4 separate regions of the Mus musculus genome follow, and all the other regions are linked to region 4. The links are chromatin contacts, called in public Hi-C, HiCAR-type and promoter capture Hi-C maps. All regions are on one chromosome and are shown on one strand. Each heading gives the region's core, a stretch centred on a gene start, on an enhancer-like site or on the middle of the called end of the contact. The rest is flanking DNA. Distances are from core to core; before and after follow the strand shown.

Region 1 (3,016 bases), core at 115-2,614, 2.0 Mb before region 4:
AGATTTAGGGGGCAGGGAAAAATGACTTCAATTCAGTTTGTTGATTAGTTTATGAGAATAATACCACTTAGTGCCTTTGTTCTATAAATGATGGTGGTTACCTCCTCCTCTGATGTTGACTAAGGAAGCTGATGAGAGAGAACATAAGCATATCTCTCTCATGGGAACAAGTAAGTGGCTCTCATTGGCATCACTCAGGAAAGCTGATGATTCATGGAGGAAGCCGGTCACTGGACATGAAGTTCTTAACTTTATGTGGTGGTGGTGGGAGTCATTTCTGCCTCATATTTAAAAGTAGATGGTGATGGTAAGCAGATGTAGACATGTGGTCTCAGGAAGCAGGGGACACTGGAGACCATCATGCTGACCAGTGTTCTGGAAACAATACCTTGTGTTTCATGTCTTCTGCTGTTTTTTTTTTCTTTCTTTCTTTTTTCCTTTCTTTTTTTTTCTTTCTTTTTTTTTAAATTGGGTATTTATTTCATTTACATTTCCAGTGCTATCCCAAAAGTCCCCCACACGCTCCTCCACCCACTCCCCTACCCACCCACTCCCACTTCTTGGCCCTGGCGTTCCCCTGTACTGAGGCATATAAAGTTTGCACGACCAATGGGCCTCTCTTTCCAATGAAGGCCAGCTAGGCCATCTTCTGATACATGTGCAGCTAGAGACACGAGCTCCGGAGGGGTATTGGTTAGTTCATATTGTTGTTCCACCTATAGGATTGCAGATCTCTTCAGCTCCTTGGGTACTTTCTCTAGCTCCTCCATTGGGGGCCCTGTGATCCATCCAATAGCTGACTGTGAGCATCCACTTCTGTGTTTGCTAGGCCCCGGCATAGTTTCACAAGAAACAGCTACATCTGGGTCCATTCAGCAAAATCTTGCTAGTGTATGCAACGGTGTCAGCGTTTGGAAGCTGATTATGGGATGGATCCCCGGATATGGCAGTCTCTAGATGGTCCATCCTTTCGTCTCAGCTAATTCAACAGTGTTCTTATATTTAAATAATTTAAACATTTAAATAATTATGGTCATTTCAGATACCATAACACATTGTATCATTTGTAACTTTGAAATACATATTATAATGATGTACACGTTGCCTGTTTTATAATGCTAGTATGTGACTGTTTGATTAAGGATACTTATTAGCAGTTAGAAACACCTAACACTGGTACTCAAGAGACAATTTCTGTGCCACAGTTGTTATTTATACAGTACACTTTTTGTTTATATTCCTGGTTAGCCCGAATGATCAAGTGCCTGATAATTGAGAATGGCCGTTTTCTCCACAAGCTGTTTGTGTTTTTTAGTCAGGAGTCTAGTCAGGTGCTAGTAATATTTGTCATGCTTTGTTGGTATGCAGGAGTCATGGCCAAGGAAGTGACAGGTTTGGGCTCCAAGCCCAGCCCTCTCCCATCCAGTTCTGTTCTTTTTCTGCTGTTGCTGAGGTGTTTTGGTGCTTAGGAAGTACATAAGATGTTAACATTGCATACAGCATGGCACATGCAGAAATTACTAGAGATTTACAGCTGAGAGACTGTCTCATAAGCACTTTTCCATGTTTTGACCAGGGACTGGCATGCAGCAGTTTCCCAGAGGTGTTAATGACGCTCTGTGTGTGTGCAGTCACTGTGGAATTTGGATCTCTGTAAAATACCAGAGCCTCTGTTGTCTACATGTTTATTAGTATGTGAGTAGAGTGCTAAATCTAAATATGAATCAACAAAAATGCACTAGAACCGTCTAGAGATTTCTGTTTGAACTTTCTGATTTTTTGATACACTTAGTAGTGTTTTCTTATGAGTTCAGTTATATAATAAAGGACAGTCAGCCTATACTCATCACTTTTCACTGAAGCAACTTTGAAAAGATATTCTTCGACTATATACTTCAAGCTCGCAATTTAGGGTATTTACACTATACATTGAAAATCAACCAAACTCAGTTTATACTGGCTGGTTTTGGGGGTCAACTTGACACAGGCTGGAGTTATCACAGAGAAAGGAGCTTCAGTTGGGGAAATGCCTCCATGATATTCAGCTGTAAGGCATTTTCTCAATTAGTGATCAAGGGGGGAGGGCCCCTTGTGGGTGAGACCATCTCTGGGCTTGTAGTCTTGGGTTCTATAAGAGAGCAGGCTGAGCAAGCCAGGGGAAGCAAGCCAGTAAAGAACATCCCTCCATGGCCTCTGCATCAGCTCCTGCTTCCTGACCTGCTTGAGTTCCAGTCCTGACTTCCTTGGTGATGAACAGCAGTATGGAAGTGTAAGCGGAATAAACCCTTTTCTCCCCAACTGCTTCTTGGTCATGATGTTTGTTCAGAAATAGAAACACTGACTAAGACAATAGTAGAGATGGAAGGTTGTAGGCTTTCTCTGAGCTGATTGTGGTGAGATGGGAAGTCGGATCCATGGAGGTTAAGCATCAATCAAGATTAGATTAGGGAGCCTTCATGTGTTCACATTGTGTTCACGTTTCTTCACTGTGAGAGTCAGGTTTGCAGATCCAGATCTTGCAGTGGGGTGCTTGTTGCTCTCTGTGCTCATCCAAGTTAGGAGAATTGAATACCTTTTCTATAGATTTGAGGTTTTTTTTCCCCCTGAACATTATTTTATTTAAACTCTTTCTTTTCTGTACTAAATATTGTTTCTCAGAGACTGCATTCTCTTTCCCTCACTTGCACCTGCACTGAAGTCCCTGGGCGATGAATACAGCTGTAAACATGGAGCGGTGTGCTGGAAGTTACACTTTTGCTTCCTCTCCTTAAAGACATGTCAAGAAGTGGTGTTAGGCTGTTAGTGTTTCCTGAATTGATTCATTCAGAGAATTGCAGTTTCCCACATGTGAACATAGAAGTGGAACTACGATGTCAGGGTGTGACCCGAGCTTCCTTGCTAGGTGTTTGGTAATTGATGACTGACTTTAAGAAGTGATGACTTAGGTCTGGGTACCTCTGTTGTTTTATGAAAGGTGAAATGGCTCCAACATGGTTTCTTGTGTACTGCAACCCTC
Region 2 (2,864 bases), core at 89-2,588, 1.1 Mb before region 4:
GGGGTGCCTTTTTTCTAAAGGATTTGTAAGCCAGTGTCTAGTGAAATAACACTGTGCTGGGCTCTCGGGTGGGTTTGAGGCTATCGAGACTCTCTGTAGGTAATTAGTCCCCTTTAAATGTAAATATGAAATTTTGTTAATAGGCTTTCAGAACTGAAAGAGATTTTCTAATAAAATCATCACTAATAACCTGACTCCCTCTAACAAACCTTACTTCTACCCCCACAAAGGATCAGGGTTCCCCTTGTGACACCAACCCCTTTCTGCTGGAATCCAGAGCTACTGCAGTCTTGATTCAAACCACCCAGTTTTATTTCATGTTCCTTTAATGGAGAGCTGGCCTTTCTGCCGTGGGCCTCCTTTTACTGCACATGCAGAATAAGGGACACTGGAATAAGGCAGGAAATCTGAGCCTTGAAGCAGTAGCATAAACAAACAAACAAACAACAACAACAACACACACACATACATACATACATACACACACAGACTAGCTGCCCATTGCACATGCCATAATAGATCTCCTCAGAAACTGGACCAAACTGGTATTGACCAAGGATCAGTCAATGATGTCAAGCCATGAATTGCCTCTAATGAGGACTCTAACTCTAGCTTCAGACCACAGCTCAAATACCTCATCTTTCTTGATAACCAGCATTAATAATTAATACCATTTCCCCTGTGTCCCAGGCATTATATAAATCTATTTTGTCACTAAGAGTCTGTCTTCCCATGGGATGATGATGCATGTCCAGGGAAATGAATGTATCTTATCATTTTTCTATCTTTGGAACAGATTAGTAGTTTAACAAATGTCTGAGGGTAGAAAAAAAAAAGTCAAAGAAAAACAGGAAGAAGATAGCATACTCTTTTTATTGAACATCAGGGGGCATCAGAGAAAGAATGAAGAAGTATATGAAATCTTGCCTCCTCTTTTTATGACAGTGAAAGCCTATGAGCATAGCCAGACAGTCCTAACCAGTATTGTGAATTCGTTTCTAAAAGCAAGGCAAGCTTATATTGCTCTTGACCCTCTGGTAACTCTGGCCAATGTGATTTCAATCGTTTACTGTTTGTTCTGGGAAGTCTCAACAACGAACACCGTGTCCTTGCAAATGTAGCAAAGTGCCTGCATTTTCTTTGGTTAGGAGCCCTGTATAGTACCATGGCATTTTGTAGAAAATCATTTCAATAATGTGTTTTGAAGCAGATTGATTTTGCAGCCGCTCTCTGCACTCCTTTGCAGCTGTGTTCCTCCATCCAGTACTTTGTACTGTAGTCTTCACAAAGCAACACTAGAGGGACCAGCCTCATATTTTTCAGAGGCCTTTTGTGTCAACCAAGCCAAGTACAATTAAGGCTGTTCCCAGAAAGAGGAATGGATAACGTTGGCAACTGGGCTGTACCACCCAGAACCACAAAATGAAAAAGCTGCAAACGTAACCAACATGGTTTTCCTCGGCATTTATAACTCAGAAGACCTACGTGGCATTTTCTATGGCAAGGGGCAGTACTTTGGGAAATTATACTTAAAAAATTAGCCAGCAGTCTCTCGTGGACTCAAGAGAAAGTCTGCAACCTGGGTAGGGGGGTGGAGGGTGGGGGCGTGGATTGGAGCAGTAAATAAGCAGGCTTGTTGCTTAGTAATACTGTCAATTTTTCTCCCCCCTCCCCCCACCTCTCTCTCCTCTCTCTCCTCTCTCCTCTCTCTCTCTCTCTCTCTCCCTCCCTCCCTCCCTGTCTCCCTCCCCCCACTTCTCTCTCCTCTCTCTCTTCTCTCTCTCTCTCCCTCCCTCTCTCTCTCTCCCTCCCTCTCTCTCTTCTCTCTCTCTCACACACACTTCTAAGGGATAAAATCAATTAAATGTCAGATTTTTCCCAGCTGATAAGCACGTTCAGATTTCAGACTAACACCTCCCCCCCCCAAAAAAAAAATAAAAAAACAAACAAAAAAAAAAAACAAAAAAAAAACCAACCTATGTCTGTTGGTGAGAATAAGTGGGGAGACATACAAAGTCCTCCTTTTTAAGATAAGGTCATAAAGCAATCCCATAACCCTTCCTCTGGACATTTTGCTCTCCGTTTTTGCTTCACCTGTGGACCGGAGAACCCACATAGCTGGGCAAAACAGTGCTGTGCTGGTGCTTACAGACGGATGCAAGGGAAGTAGTCAGGCTAGTGACCCAAGTCTTTCAGAACTAATAAGGTGAGTGAATCAGATAAAATTAATGAAGGGGGGGGGGGAAAACCCTCTCTTGTCTGTAATGTCAGACAACACTGTAGCTTTAATTTGTCGATTTCACAAAGGCCTTCTGGGCTCCCGAGCTCACTCCGTTAGTGAGTTACCTCGCCTGCAGATTCTCTCATCCCTCTGGTCCCCGTGGTCTGTTCTAATTAATATAAAAACCATGCTGCTCTAATAATTTGACCATACCATTTCTCTCCTCAAATCCTCGTAGTAGCTTTTAATTGCACTAAAACCTGGAATTCAATTTAAAATCGATACCCAGGCGCTGAGGCTGTGCTTCGGATGATCTCGAGTCTCTGACCCCACCAGTGGCCTCTGAGCTCTGCAGAGCCAGGCCTGTCACTCTAAGCCGTCAATCTGCTTGACTCCAATAACATCTTGACACGGGCCCCTTCCATCCTTTAACTGTATCTTCCTCTTCTCCACTAAATAAACACCCATCCAGGGACAGTGACAGGGGCCAGCTTCGTTGGACATAGATTTGATGTGCAATAAATTTCATTTTGTTTCTTTTAAACGCCACCTTCTGCTGTTTTTCTTCTTCTTCTTCCCTTTCTTCTTAAGTCTACAGTTCCTAACACAACTCTGGGGGCTCCGCAAAAGTGGTCAGCCATTT
Region 3 (2,897 bases), core at 378-2,877, 1.1 Mb after region 4:
TTTATTTTTTAACACGTGAACTCTATTGCTTCAAGATTAGATGCTTGACTCTACAATGCAAAGCAAGTGTCTTAACCGTGCAGCTTGTATGTAATAAGGGATAAGGACCATCTGAAACAAGTAGTTGGAATAAGAAATCTAACCTGCCCTCACTTAGCCAATTCTACCACAAAGCTCTGTTACAGGATTATTAATGAACCTGAAAACAAAACATCAGACTGAACAAATAAATTTATTACCAAAACAAAAGGTAAACTATCCCATCATATATTATAGACTCCTAACTCAGAGGAAATATATCTTCTGAATTGGTTTATGAGGTTGCATAATATACACACTAATGTTCTCTTTCACTAAAACTAAAACACTACATTATACTTAGACTAAACGTTCCTGTGATGTGATTTTATGCGCATTGAGATCATGGTGGGGTAACTAAGTACAATTTTTGTCAAGTGATAATTGCTTGATGCCACGTATGTGCACATGACTAACCACAATTCTCTTCCTATGGTCTTCATGGAGACACAGTCTAACTCACTTTTTAGAAACAAGGTAAAATATTTGGGAAATCTACTCAAAACAATTAGCCAATAAAGTAATCAATTTGAAAAACTAATATGGCAAAAAGAGGCCTAGCAAACAGAAGATAACTGCTGAAGTTAAGGACTTTGGTGTAAATTAAGGCGTCTCAGTTTCACCATTTCCGGACAGTGTTGACACTGGGCCTGTTTCTCCATTGTTCCAAACTTCTGTTTCCTTACGTGAATAATAGTAAGTACATTAATACCTACTTCCTATATTTGTGGAAATGGATTGTGCCAATAGAAGCGAAGCACTCACGTTCCCAAGATCATAGCAGGCTCTTCCAACATTAGCTATGTTATTACCTACAATGAGAAAACTAAAGCATCCCTAGCATTGAAGTTAGTTTCGAAGGCAGATGGTTAAGACTTTTATAAAGCTTGGGTTAATTCACGTGACCGTAAATGGAGAGAAGCAGAAATTGAGGCAAAATCTGTAATGAATACAACACACACGAACGACTCTATCATCCCACTTCTCGGGGCTCATTCGCGCTATCCGAGAGGTACACAGCACTGGCTGCCCTGGGCAACAGTGGGACTCTGAAGTTTACTACCAAGGGGAGGCTTGGAAACCGAAGCAAAACAAGAGACTGTGCAGATGCGGAGAGTCCCGGGTTGAAGTTAAAGGGCCACAAGCTCGCAGCACCGTGGGCCCAGCTTCACCTGGTTCCTCCCAGCGACGAGGCGCAAAACACTGGGCCGCGCCATGAAGCGACGGCTACCGGGACGCGGAGGCCGAGGCCGGGGCCCCCGGAGGCCGCGCCCGGATCCGCGCTGCTGGGCCCAGCTCATTCCCGCAGAGAGCAGGCCCGGCGCCGCCCCACCGGAGGCCCCAGGCCCAGCGCGCGGCCTGGCGGTTACCTTCCGCGGGAAACTCCTCGAACTCGTCGTCCTCTTCCAAGAGACCCAAGTCGACCGGCTGCTTCTTTTCGGACATCGCGCCGCGCCAAGACCCAAGCTGCTCGGACCGGCCGCAAAGTCGGAAGCCTCAGTACTCCGGAGGCGCCGATCCTGACAACGCCGGCGCAACCATAGAGACGAGAGGGAAAGAGCTGCGGGGCAGCGCGAGGAATGCTGGGACAGCGAAGGTCCTCCCAGAGCGTCCTGCGGTTGTAGTAGGTCCTCCCGTCTTGAAACAGTGAACTGTTTTGTTTTATAGTGTGTTCGTTCGTTTTATTATTCATATAGTTGCCTACGTGTGAAAGATTTACAGTGTATTAAATTACTAAAGGCCATTATTTAGCTTACAATCACTAACAGAAATCTGGAAAGATAAAGTAACATAAGTTAAGAGCTTATTACATTATTCCACTACTCAAACCTAGCCTTGAGCATGCTGTTAAATATCTCCACATCACAGGGAACCCGGGACCAAAGGCAGCCAGAGGCACTCATATGCTAGACAATTCTGACTGTCCTCCAACCTTTCCTTTGTGCTGTGCTCCTTGACCTTACAATTGTGTTCCGTAGGGTTTCTGTTCTAACTAGTTGACAGGTTGATGTAAAAAATAAACAAGTAAAAAAAAAAAAAAATGATGTAACGTTGTACTGTTGTTCAAAAGATATGATTTGGTTTTGCTTTCTTTGTTTTAATTGTGACCCATGGAAAAGAACAAGACAATGAAAGATAGGAGAAAAGTTAGTGTCTAACCACACAGTAACACGTATTTGCCAGGCTAATAAATCTGTGTTCTATTGCATCTAAAGGGCTCTTATATGAGGTACTTAATTTCTCTTTAGTATAATTTATTTATTTTCAGCACCACACTTAAGGCTATACATATAACACACATAGTTACAGGTGCAAGAATAACTCTATTTGATATATAAAAATTGAAGAAGGTCTATAAGCCCTACTACTGAGGAAGTTGGGGCAGAAGGCATCCTTGGATACAATGAGTGTAAAATCAGGCTGGACAACTTAGTGAAACTGTGTCCCTAAATTAAAAGTAAACAGAGGGCTAGAAATATATCCCCAATGGCTCACTACCCCGTGCCAGAGAATTTTTAAAAAAACATGGGAAAAATGTTTGAACAATTTATGGATATAAATATGAATATTGTATGTTTTTTTAAAAAGATATATCAGAAAGTAGAAAGTGGAACATATTTTGTAAAAAATACTTTATTTTATACAAACACTCTTTCCTAATTCCATTTCCATTGCTATGATAAAATACCCCGGCAAAAAAGCAGCTCAGGGGAGAAAAGCTCATTTGGCTTATAATTCTAAGTTGTACTCCATCACTGCAGGAATGTCAAGGAAGAAACTTGAAGCCGCTCTCACATCCACAGTCAAGAGCAGAGAAT
Region 4 (2,837 bases), core at 138-2,637:
AGCTCTTCACCAGCTGCACCGAAGGAGTGTTCACTAAGCGGTCAGGCAGGATGTCAATCTCCTTCAGGATATTGGCCAGGCGGACGGGCAGCTCTTGCCGCAGAAAAGCAAAGGACGTTCTTTCACAGGCATTTTCTGAACCTGTAGTGGGTGAAGCGTGTTCAGTTTGGGGGAAAATTTGAGACTAAATAGCAAATACAAAGGATGTTGTAAAATAATATCTTAACTACAGTTAGCTTAGTGCTTATAGACACTTTAAAGCTAGATCTTTAGTGCCTTTTTCTTTCTGTCCAATTTCACCCCCTTTTCACTTTTTAAGAGTGACCAATATAGGTGAAATACTGTTTATTTTCTTTATGAAAAGAAAAAAATAAGCCCACGGTGGAGAAATCAGACCACTCTCCAGTTATTTCTATGCGTGAGTCCAGGGCCTGTACCACAAACTCAATAACACACCCTTAATGAGTATGAACCTGAAAGGGTCTGGGTAGAAGGAGACAGAGGCCTTTCCAGACTAGCAACAAACAATACCACATTGACATCTTGAAATGTTCCATATGCCACCGCGGAAGAAAAGGAGTAACTGTCTTTTTTTTTTTTTTTTTGTAGTAGTAGTAGTAATGTAAATACTTGTAAAACAATAAAGGAGAAATAGTAAAGATGCCTGCTAGGCATGCCAAGAGATCAGCGGGGTGTGTGTGGAGGCGGGGAGTATGAGTTTAAATCTGTATCTATCAATCTAAGGTAAGTTTGTGTTATTAGGAAATTGGGAAGAAAGGAGTTAGTTTAGCTTCTAGTCCATTATTAAAATGGTGGCTGAAAGGATATATATATATATATATATATATATATATATATATATATATATATATATATATACACACTCAAATGATCTAGACAGTGAGAAGAGAAAAGTAGATTCGAAGTTGAGCATCAGTATGGTTACAAGTGACTTAGCCTTTCTGGTACAAACTGTCAGAAAGTAACCAAACTAGGAAAACAGGTGCACAGCCTTTTGAGAATCCCGAGTTCTTCGGTCAAAGAGACCTCAGTCGTCCTAGCCCTGAACTCAGCCCTTCCCATCCTGGGGCCTCCCCAGCCTCAGCGCCACCCTCCTGGGCCCTGCGTCGCCCGCCTCTCACCAAAGTCCAGCAGCTGCTTCATGGACAGCGGGGACGGGCTGTAGCGGGAGAACAGCTCGACCTCCCTGGGGACCAGGCTGGCGCTGCTCAGCGAGCTGGCGCTGCGCATCACGAAGCGGGCTGCCTTCATCCTGACGCCCACCTAGGCTGGCGGTGGTTAGGATCCGTAGGGTTGGCGAGGGCTGCGGGTCAGGAGCGCGGTCGAGAGGGAGCAAGTGCGTTGTGGTCCCAGGGTCCCGGGTGCTCGAGCCTGGGTGAAGGGTTGACACTTGGGTCTTCCCACCACCCGATGTCTTGCCTTTTATCTACCTCCACGCCCTCTCCACAACTCCAGCCAGGAGGAGGCTCTGGGACTCTGAACTTGGGGCCACACCAATCAGCTCAGAGAAAGAACTTTGGGCTCCTCCCTTTGGCCGCGGTCACTAGAAAGGCCTGGCACAGTGATCCCGACACGGTTTCCATGGCCTGCAAGGGGCAAAGGGTGAGAGGGAGGAGGGTTGGGGTGGGATAGGGGGAGCAGCCACAGCAGGCATCCGGGATGACGTGGGCCCCCTTGGGATAGATCCCAGGTCGCTAGGACTTCAGGCCCGCCCAGACTTGTCCTTGTTTACAACTCCAGAGCCATCTCAATGTCACGCATTCCTAGCCAGAAACTGTTTCCAAGAATCTCACCGCGGAGCGTGCATTGGTGTTCGCTCAGAGCGGGACTTTTACAGTAGCCAATCATCTGCTTACTAAAGTATGGGCTTCTTTGCCATTGGACCTCGAAAGCAAGGACCACCCTACAGTTTTATCCACTTTCTTCTTAGCGAACAGCTCAAGTTTAGAAACTGCCTAAATAGGCTTATTATTAATGTGGTGGAAAATCCCAGTTCACTTCTCTCCTGTAACACTTTCTACCTGTTAATTAAATGCAAACTAAAGAGCGATTTGCTGAGGGTTTGGCTGGCCCTGTAGTCCCCCTTCCCTGTCATTCCCCTCTTTCTCTAAGGCCTTCTAGTTTGCTCTTGACCGCCCTCCACTCCCCAGTCTGCTCCAAAAGCTCTTTCTTCATTGCGGCTGCCCTCCTTCCAAAAAGCAGCCTTTGTCACTAGCAGGCACCAGTAGCATATTTTAGTTATTTGGGCTCTTTCATTTCCCAGAGGCTCAGTGCATCCTACCCTACTTTGTTACTGCCCAATATTGACCTCCCTAATGACTGCTGTTGAAACATGCTAGCGGGTCATAACACTCTCATCCTAACCTCTCTCGTCCTCCCGTTCACTCTAAATGGACTGTAGAATGAAGCCAGTGTTTAGGGACGCTGTAACGACTTGGTTGCAAATGCAATGTAATGGGAACTACTAATAGTAATAAACTGCAAGGGCAGTTTGTTATCCAAGGCACCCTTAGCCTTCGACCCTTGCATATGAGGAGACTGGGGTGTTATGAAAGTCATAGATGACGGTGGGTGCACTCTTTGCATTTTCCCCCATGAGAGCTCACCCAGTCACAGGACTGATGTCTGATTTCTGCCTCTAGTTCAAACTCTGCCCCAGATTCCAGTGCTCTGCTGTTTAGTGGACTTGTGCAGGCACAGGTCTAGCATCAAAGTTCCTCCTCTTAAACCTACCACCAATACTGGGGGTCTGCCTAATGTTGTGTCCACTTGTGTGACTTGCTTAGAAATAACACGTTGGCTTTCTGTCCATCCCA

What was found. Promoter capture Hi-C pulls out the DNA fragments that hold promoters and counts their contacts. A called contact is a pair of places that touch in the nucleus more often than the background predicts. HiCAR-type assays count read pairs that join an accessible place to other places.
Region 1: a HiCAR-type map of astrocytes shows a contact between it and region 4, with 5 times the contacts expected there. The contact joins the enhancer-like site here to the promoter of Pdk4 in region 4. A contact is called at or near these places in 5 of 39 promoter capture datasets (hippocampal neurons, liver, pre-B cells and 1 more) and 2 of 115 datasets of contacts at active chromatin or transcription factors (astrocytes and embryonic stem cells).
Region 2: a contact with region 4 is called in a Hi-C map of uterus, with 4 times the contacts expected there. The contact joins the enhancer-like site here to the promoter of Pdk4 in region 4. A contact is called at or near these places in 3 of 39 promoter capture datasets (the 3T3-L1 cell line, hippocampal neurons and stem cell-derived epiblast-like cells), 1 of 484 Hi-C or Micro-C datasets (uterus), 1 of 115 datasets of contacts at active chromatin or transcription factors (astrocytes) and 1 of 9 other capture datasets (embryonic stem cells).
Region 3: a contact with region 4 is called in a promoter capture Hi-C map of liver, with 2.7 times the contacts expected there. The contact joins the promoter of Sem1 here to the promoter of Pdk4 in region 4. A contact is called at or near these places in 1 of 39 promoter capture datasets (liver) and 2 of 115 datasets of contacts at active chromatin or transcription factors (embryonic stem cells and microglia).

What each region holds. Positions count from the first base shown.
Region 1 is chr6:3,538,292-3,541,307 of GRCm38.p6, forward strand. All of the region lies in intron 12 of Vps50 (VPS50 EARP/GARPII complex subunit), which reads left to right. Among named protein-coding and RNA genes, the nearest start is that of Gm52885, 31 kb to the right of the region's middle. Within about 2 kb of position 1,365, at least 8 of the 459 cell types and tissues checked have an H3K27ac peak or open chromatin away from gene starts, as enhancers often do. A contact at or near this core is called in astrocytes, where this site is marked.
Region 2 is chr6:4,416,008-4,418,871 of GRCm38.p6, forward strand. All of the region lies in intron 3 of Gm46948 (a long non-coding RNA gene), which reads right to left. Among named protein-coding and RNA genes, the nearest start is that of Gm33788, 7.4 kb to the right of the region's middle. Within about 2 kb of position 1,339, at least 131 of the 459 cell types and tissues checked have an H3K27ac peak or open chromatin away from gene starts, as enhancers often do. A contact at or near this core is called in hippocampal neurons and uterus, where this site is marked.
Region 3 is chr6:6,577,031-6,579,927 of GRCm38.p6, forward strand. It overlaps Sem1 (SEM1, 26S proteasome complex subunit), which reads right to left and starts at 1,628. Exons shown (of 3, transcript NM_009169.2): 1 at 1,449-1,628. The coding sequence starts at 1,524.
Region 4 is chr6:5,494,891-5,497,727 of GRCm38.p6, forward strand. Pdk4 (pyruvate dehydrogenase kinase, isoenzyme 4) reads right to left here and starts at 1,388. Exons shown (of 11, transcript NM_013743.2): 1 at 1,143-1,388; 2 at 1-141. The coding sequence starts at 1,272.